2 separate regions of the Mus musculus genome follow, and region 2 is linked to region 1. The links are chromatin contacts, called in public HiChIP or PLAC-seq maps. All regions are on one chromosome and are shown on one strand. Each heading gives the region's core, a stretch centred on a gene start, on an enhancer-like site or on the middle of the called end of the contact. The rest is flanking DNA. Distances are from core to core; before and after follow the strand shown. Region 1 holds the start of Msx2 (msh homeobox 2). Region 2 holds the start of Neurog1 (neurogenin 1).

Region 1 (2,850 bases), core at 189-2,688:
AGGGAGTATTTAGGGAGCATTTGCTGTTTGGGACCAGCGCTTAGCAGGCTCTTCTTTCCCCCACCAGTCCGGATGGGTTTTTGGATCTATGAAAAAGCTTCTGCAGCCTGAAATGGGTTGTTTGCAGCGATCTTTCTGCTCCTGCTGGCTTGCGGGCAAGGGAGGTGCAGAATTATTTCAGGCCTCTGTCTCAAAACTCTCTTCTTCCATGCATTGATACAGTTGGTCACTGATGCTTTGGGGCTGCAGTTAGATAGAGAGTGTGCTTTAGGGTGGGATCCTGATAGGTATGCTGCTTAAAATTTCAAAGTCAGGTGAGATGAGCTTTCCCCAAAGATATTCAGGCTTTGGGTTTGCAAAGTCGAACCCTGTTATTTGCAGAGAGAATAAAGACACTAAATGTCACAAATACCCTTCTCCCCTGCCCATCACCTCCCAAGGCAGATGCTATCCTGACACCTGAACTCCAATGACAAACACAAACTCAAAAAAAAAAAAAAAAAAAAAAAACCTCATGAGCACACTTTTGCACGGGCCTAGAGAGGAGACTCAAGGGGTGAGAAAATATCCCCATTGACAGTTTCTAAAACTTGTCCTGTTTGGACAGAGTATGAAATGGAGATCATTTGTGTAAATTAGCTGCCAGGAACCAATGGGCGCTGGGTCTGCTGGTGCACACCTACACTCTCAACACCAGGGACGAAGCCAGTGGGGTAGCAAGTTCAGGACCATCTTGGGTAAGATAGGGAGCGACTTCTAAGCTAGCCAGAGCTGGAGAGCAAGAGTCTGTTTTAAAGGAAAAAAAAAGGGAGAAAGGGTAGAGATTAGTTGAATATCCCTTGACCACCTCTCAGCCTTTCTCATCTTTGTCCCTTTTCTTAAGGAATGAGTTACAGCTAATGTCTTGGAACACTCTCCAAAGATAAGACAACTAAGGACCATGCCTAAACTATTTCTATTAGTAAAGATGCTGCTATTGTTTTCCATTATAGTTACAAAGATACACTAGTTTGAGCTCATAGTGGGAGCTTTATAAATGTTCCATGCCCTCCGCAGATTTCCAACATTCTCAGGCGGGAGCGTGTGGGATCGGCACCAGAAACACTTTAAAGAGGGGTTAAAAGACAAGAAATGAGACTCGGCAAGCTTCCTCTTTAAACAATCGGCTTTAATTACGCCTTAGACTTTTCAGTTTGGGCGATTATAACCCTTGAGGGATCGCCTAATAACAACTCTGCTGACTGCTCCTGTAATTAACTCCTAATTTATTTCAAACGGGGCGGGGGAAGGGCCCCAAGCCTCTCCAGGGAGAGCCAATCGGTGGCGAGCGTCCGTGGCGTCAGGAGCAGGGCCGTCGCCAGTTGGTTGAGCCGAGTCTCCCACTTCCCCTCGGAGGACAGGCTGGGCTCCCAGCGCGCCCCTGCCGGCTCCCCCCCCAAAAGTTGGAGTCTTCGCTTGAGAGTTGCCAGCGGAGTCGCGCGCCGACAGCTACGCGGCGCAGAAAGTCATGGCTTCTCCGACTAAAGGCGGTGACTTGTTTTCGTCGGATGAGGAGGGCCCCGCGGTACTGGCCGGCCCGGGTCCCGGGCCTGGAGGAGCCGAGGGCAGCGCAGAGGAACGCAGGGTCAAGGTCTCCAGCCTGCCCTTCAGCGTGGAGGCGCTCATGTCCGACAAGAAGCCGCCCAAGGAATCGCCCGCGGTGCCACCCGACTGCGCCTCGGCTGGCGCTGTCCTGCGGCCGCTGCTGCTGCCGGGACACGGCGTCCGGGACGCTCACAGTCCCGGGCCTCTCGTCAAGCCCTTCGAGACCGCCTCGGTCAAGTCGGAAAATTCCGAAGACGGAGCACCGTGGATACAGGAGCCCGGCAGATACTCCCCGCCGCCCAGTGAGTGCGCGTCTGGGACGGGATCCGGGCTGGACCAGCGCGAGGGGTCCCAGAGGGGCTGGGGAACGGGTGTTAACAGGATGATGCTCTTGACCCCCCTGGTACCCCAGTTCAGCGGGCGGTCCGCATCCCAGAATCCCTAGCTTCGAGGAATCTGCAGTACCTGAGCGCTGGCTGGCATTTGAAAACCAAACCAAGTTGTTGATTTCTGCAGTCCTTAGCCCCCTGCTCCGAAAACTTCATATTTGTGTACCTGCCCGGGAAATAGGGGAGAGTCGCTGTTTTGTTTTGTTGAGTCAGGGTCTCCTGTGGCCCGTGCTGGTATGCAGCTCAGGATGGTCTTGAACTCGTCATCTTACTCCACCACCTAAGTACTAGAATAACTGGTGTGCACCACCACACCGGGCTGGGATCCACTTTAAATGAGTATTGAAATGTGGTTTTGCTGGCCTTCAAAATATACAGGCAGCCCCATGAAGTTCACCCCACTATAAAGACTAGACAACTGGAAGTTAACCAGACATGGAGCAGACATACTTGGTAGTCTTCGAACTCCAGTGTCCATCCTATGAAGGGAAGGTGGCAGGCAGAGACTGATTCGGAAAGGAAGCTTCTTGTATTCTAGTCCGTTGTTGGTTAGGTTCTGCGTGTTGCAGGGAGCTAGTTTGGGCCAGACCCTCGTGGGCTCTCCTGGGTTCACAGTAATAATTAACAGCATTCCTTCAGAACTTGAGAATGTACAGTGAGGTGGCCACAAGTTCGCCAGATTTGGCTGCTTGCTAGAACCTCAAAGTACAGGCAGAGGCATGCCACCTGTGGCTACCCCTTCAGACTTGGTGGCTAGTGCTTAGAGGATTGCTCTTGCTTGGTCCAGGTTACCATTCATACTTGCAATGGGCATGGGGGTCTGGTGTCCATGCTCTCTGCCCCCTCTTTTGAGGGTGATGGCCATATTGCTATTTTC
Region 2 (2,772 bases), core at 118-2,617, 2.8 Mb before region 1:
CAATTACTTTTTCTTGCATAATCTGATTACAGCCATTTCCTGCCACTTTTTACAAACCTCCTCAAGCCCTAATCTGTAACTGTGTCCTAGCTTTCTGCCCAAGAGCTGCTACAGAGGGAAGGAGCCACGGGGCAAGAGCTAGGCATAGGCAAAGAGGCTGTGCTTTCTCTACCAAGGCGCAGGTGTCCTGGACAGAGCCCCTTTGAAGACAGCAGGCTAGGCATTGCACTGGGCCTGAGGCCACCACTCAGATATCATGGAAAGGGGGGGGGGGCGCCTCTAGGGTGTTCCTTTTGTTTTTAATACCTGACTCCACGATCCAGGTTTGCTCCTTAATAAATAACTCCTCTCAGGTGCATTTGAGAGGCTGCCTGAGCCTCTATTGCTGTCCGGCAAACAGGAAAATGACTCGACCCACAGAATGAGGACATTTCTCTGGACTAGGCAAGTTTATAGGCAAATTGGCAGAAGGGATGGGGACGGAATTCCACTGTGTGCTTGCTGCCTTCTGTGGGACATCTCTCTCCTGGCCAGAAGCTAAGTCCCTTAGCCAGCTGGCACTGGGGTGAGCCCCTGAGGCTGGCACCATTCCAAAACGTGCGGCACAAGAGGATGCTTGGAAATGGAGAGAGCAAGATTTCAGGAGAAGAGGGGGTCTGCACACCCCCATATTACCTCGTGAGTCTTTGAGGAGGGGTACGCGGGCAGGGGCAGAGTGGGGTCAAGCCCCAGCTCAGTCTGGGAACTCATTGGATCTTTAGATCTTTCTCTTGCTGTCTTCTTCATTAACCTTGGCGGAGCAGGGACATCTATCCCTCCTCAAGACGTGTAACTGTTTACTGGTCCTGTCTGTTTAGATGCGAATAGTCAATCAGTAGCAGGCAAAGGGATGCGAACTCAGTAGCAGGCAAAGGGATGCGAACCCAGCCTCCAGCCTCAGCCCCAGCTCTCCATCACCCGCCACAGAGCTCACACTTTCTGCCAGGGCTCCTCCTCCCCATCCACCCCAGCGAGGGACACCCGCGCGCCCCTGGGAGGAGTGTGCCTCGGCCCGCCGCTAATCGCCCCCGGCCCCCGCCTTCGCCCGGGTTTCCCGGCCAGAGACGCCCCGGCCTCCCTCGCTTGATCCGGCTCCCGGAGCAGGCCGGGCCACCGATTGGCCGGCGGTAATTACGGGCACGCTCCAGGAGGGGGGCTGGGCGGGGGCGGCCTCCCGCGAGCATAAATTATGCAAATAGCAGGCGCCGCACGGGGCTGACCTGCCGCCTCTCGCCATTCACCCGCGCCGCCTCGGGGGCGGAGGTGGCCAGGGAGGGGGCGCCCATTGTTGCGCGCCGTACTTAAGGGGTCCTGAGGCCGGTCGTGTGCCACACTTGGTGCTCACAGGAGCTGATCTGATCGCCGGCGACATCACTCAGGAGACCAGCCCGGCGCGTGGCCCCTGCAGGCGAGGCGAGGAGGGCCAAGCCCATTCACTCCCTGAGCCCCTGCGATCTTCCCGGCCCTCGCGCCTGCAGCAGGCACAGGCTAGCCCCGGGTCGTACGGACAGTAAGTGCGCTTCGAAGGCCGACCTCCAAACCTCCTGTCCGTCTGTCGGTCCTGCACACTGCAAGATGCCTGCCCCTTTGGAGACCTGCATCTCTGATCTCGACTGCTCCAGCAGCAACAGCAGCAGCGACCTGTCCAGCTTCCTCACCGACGAGGAGGACTGTGCCAGGCTACAGCCCCTAGCCTCCACCTCGGGGCTGTCCGTGCCAGCCCGGAGGAGCGCTCCCGCCCTCTCCGGGGCATCGAATGTTCCCGGTGCCCAGGACGAAGAGCAGGAACGGCGGAGGCGGCGAGGTCGCGCTCGGGTGCGGTCCGAGGCTCTGCTGCACTCCCTGCGGAGGAGTCGTCGCGTCAAAGCCAACGATCGCGAGCGCAACCGCATGCACAACCTCAACGCTGCGCTGGACGCCTTGCGCAGCGTGCTGCCCTCGTTCCCCGACGACACCAAGCTCACCAAGATTGAGACGCTGCGCTTCGCCTACAACTACATCTGGGCCCTGGCTGAGACACTGCGCCTGGCAGATCAAGGGCTCCCCGGGGGCAGTGCCCGGGAGCGCCTCCTGCCTCCGCAGTGTGTCCCCTGTCTGCCCGGGCCCCCGAGCCCGGCCAGCGACACTGAGTCCTGGGGTTCCGGGGCCGCTGCCTCCCCCTGCGCCACTGTGGCATCACCACTCTCTGACCCCAGTAGTCCCTCGGCTTCAGAAGACTTCACCTATGGCCCGGGCGATCCCCTTTTCTCCTTTCCTGGCCTGCCCAAAGACCTGCTCCACACGACGCCCTGTTTCATCCCATACCACTAGGCCTTTGTAAGGCAACATCAATACTTTCTTCCTCCCCCAGTCTAAGAGCAATAATAGATGGGGAACTGGCTGAAGCCTCCGGGGGCCACACTTACCCCCAAGTGAATTCTGGGAGCTTTAAAGGGGGGAGGGGGAATACCTGACCACTTGTTAGGTTGCTGCACCCTCGCTGAAGCTGCCCTCGGTCTATTTCTCCACCCCCAGCACGGCCTCCCCCCCCCCCCGCCCGCCCCCAGACGGCCTTTCGTTTTTGTTGCACTTTCTGAACTTCACAAAACCTTCTTTGTGACTGGCTCAGAACTGACCCCAGCCACCACTTCAGTGTGGTTTGGAAAAGGGACAGATGAGCCCCTGAAGACGAGGTGAAAAGTCAATTTTACAATTTGTAGAACTCTAATGAAGAAAAACGAGCATGAAAATTCG

The links. HiChIP or PLAC-seq counts read pairs in DNA pulled down with a chosen protein or histone mark.
Region 2: a contact with region 1 is called in an H3K27ac HiChIP or PLAC-seq map of embryonic stem cells, with 19 times the contacts expected there. The contact joins the promoter of Neurog1 here to the promoter of Msx2 in region 1. A contact is called at or near these places in 3 of 39 promoter capture datasets (all in embryonic stem cells), 9 of 484 Hi-C or Micro-C datasets (embryonic stem cells, epiblasts and stem cell-derived epiblast-like cells), 3 of 115 datasets of contacts at active chromatin or transcription factors (all in embryonic stem cells) and 1 of 9 other capture datasets (embryonic stem cells).

What each region holds. Positions count from the first base shown.
Region 1 is chr13:53,471,368-53,474,217 of GRCm38.p6, reverse strand. Msx2 (msh homeobox 2) reads left to right here and starts at 1,438. Exons shown (of 2, transcript NM_013601.2): 1 at 1,438-1,886. The coding sequence starts at 1,508. Gm33763 (a long non-coding RNA gene) reads right to left here. Exons shown (of 4, transcript XR_873406.2): 2 at 1-243.
Region 2 is chr13:56,250,775-56,253,546 of GRCm38.p6, reverse strand. It overlaps Neurog1 (neurogenin 1), which reads left to right and starts at 1,367. Exons shown (of 1, transcript NM_010896.3): 1 at 1,367-2,772. The coding sequence starts at 1,615. The coding sequence ends at 2,349.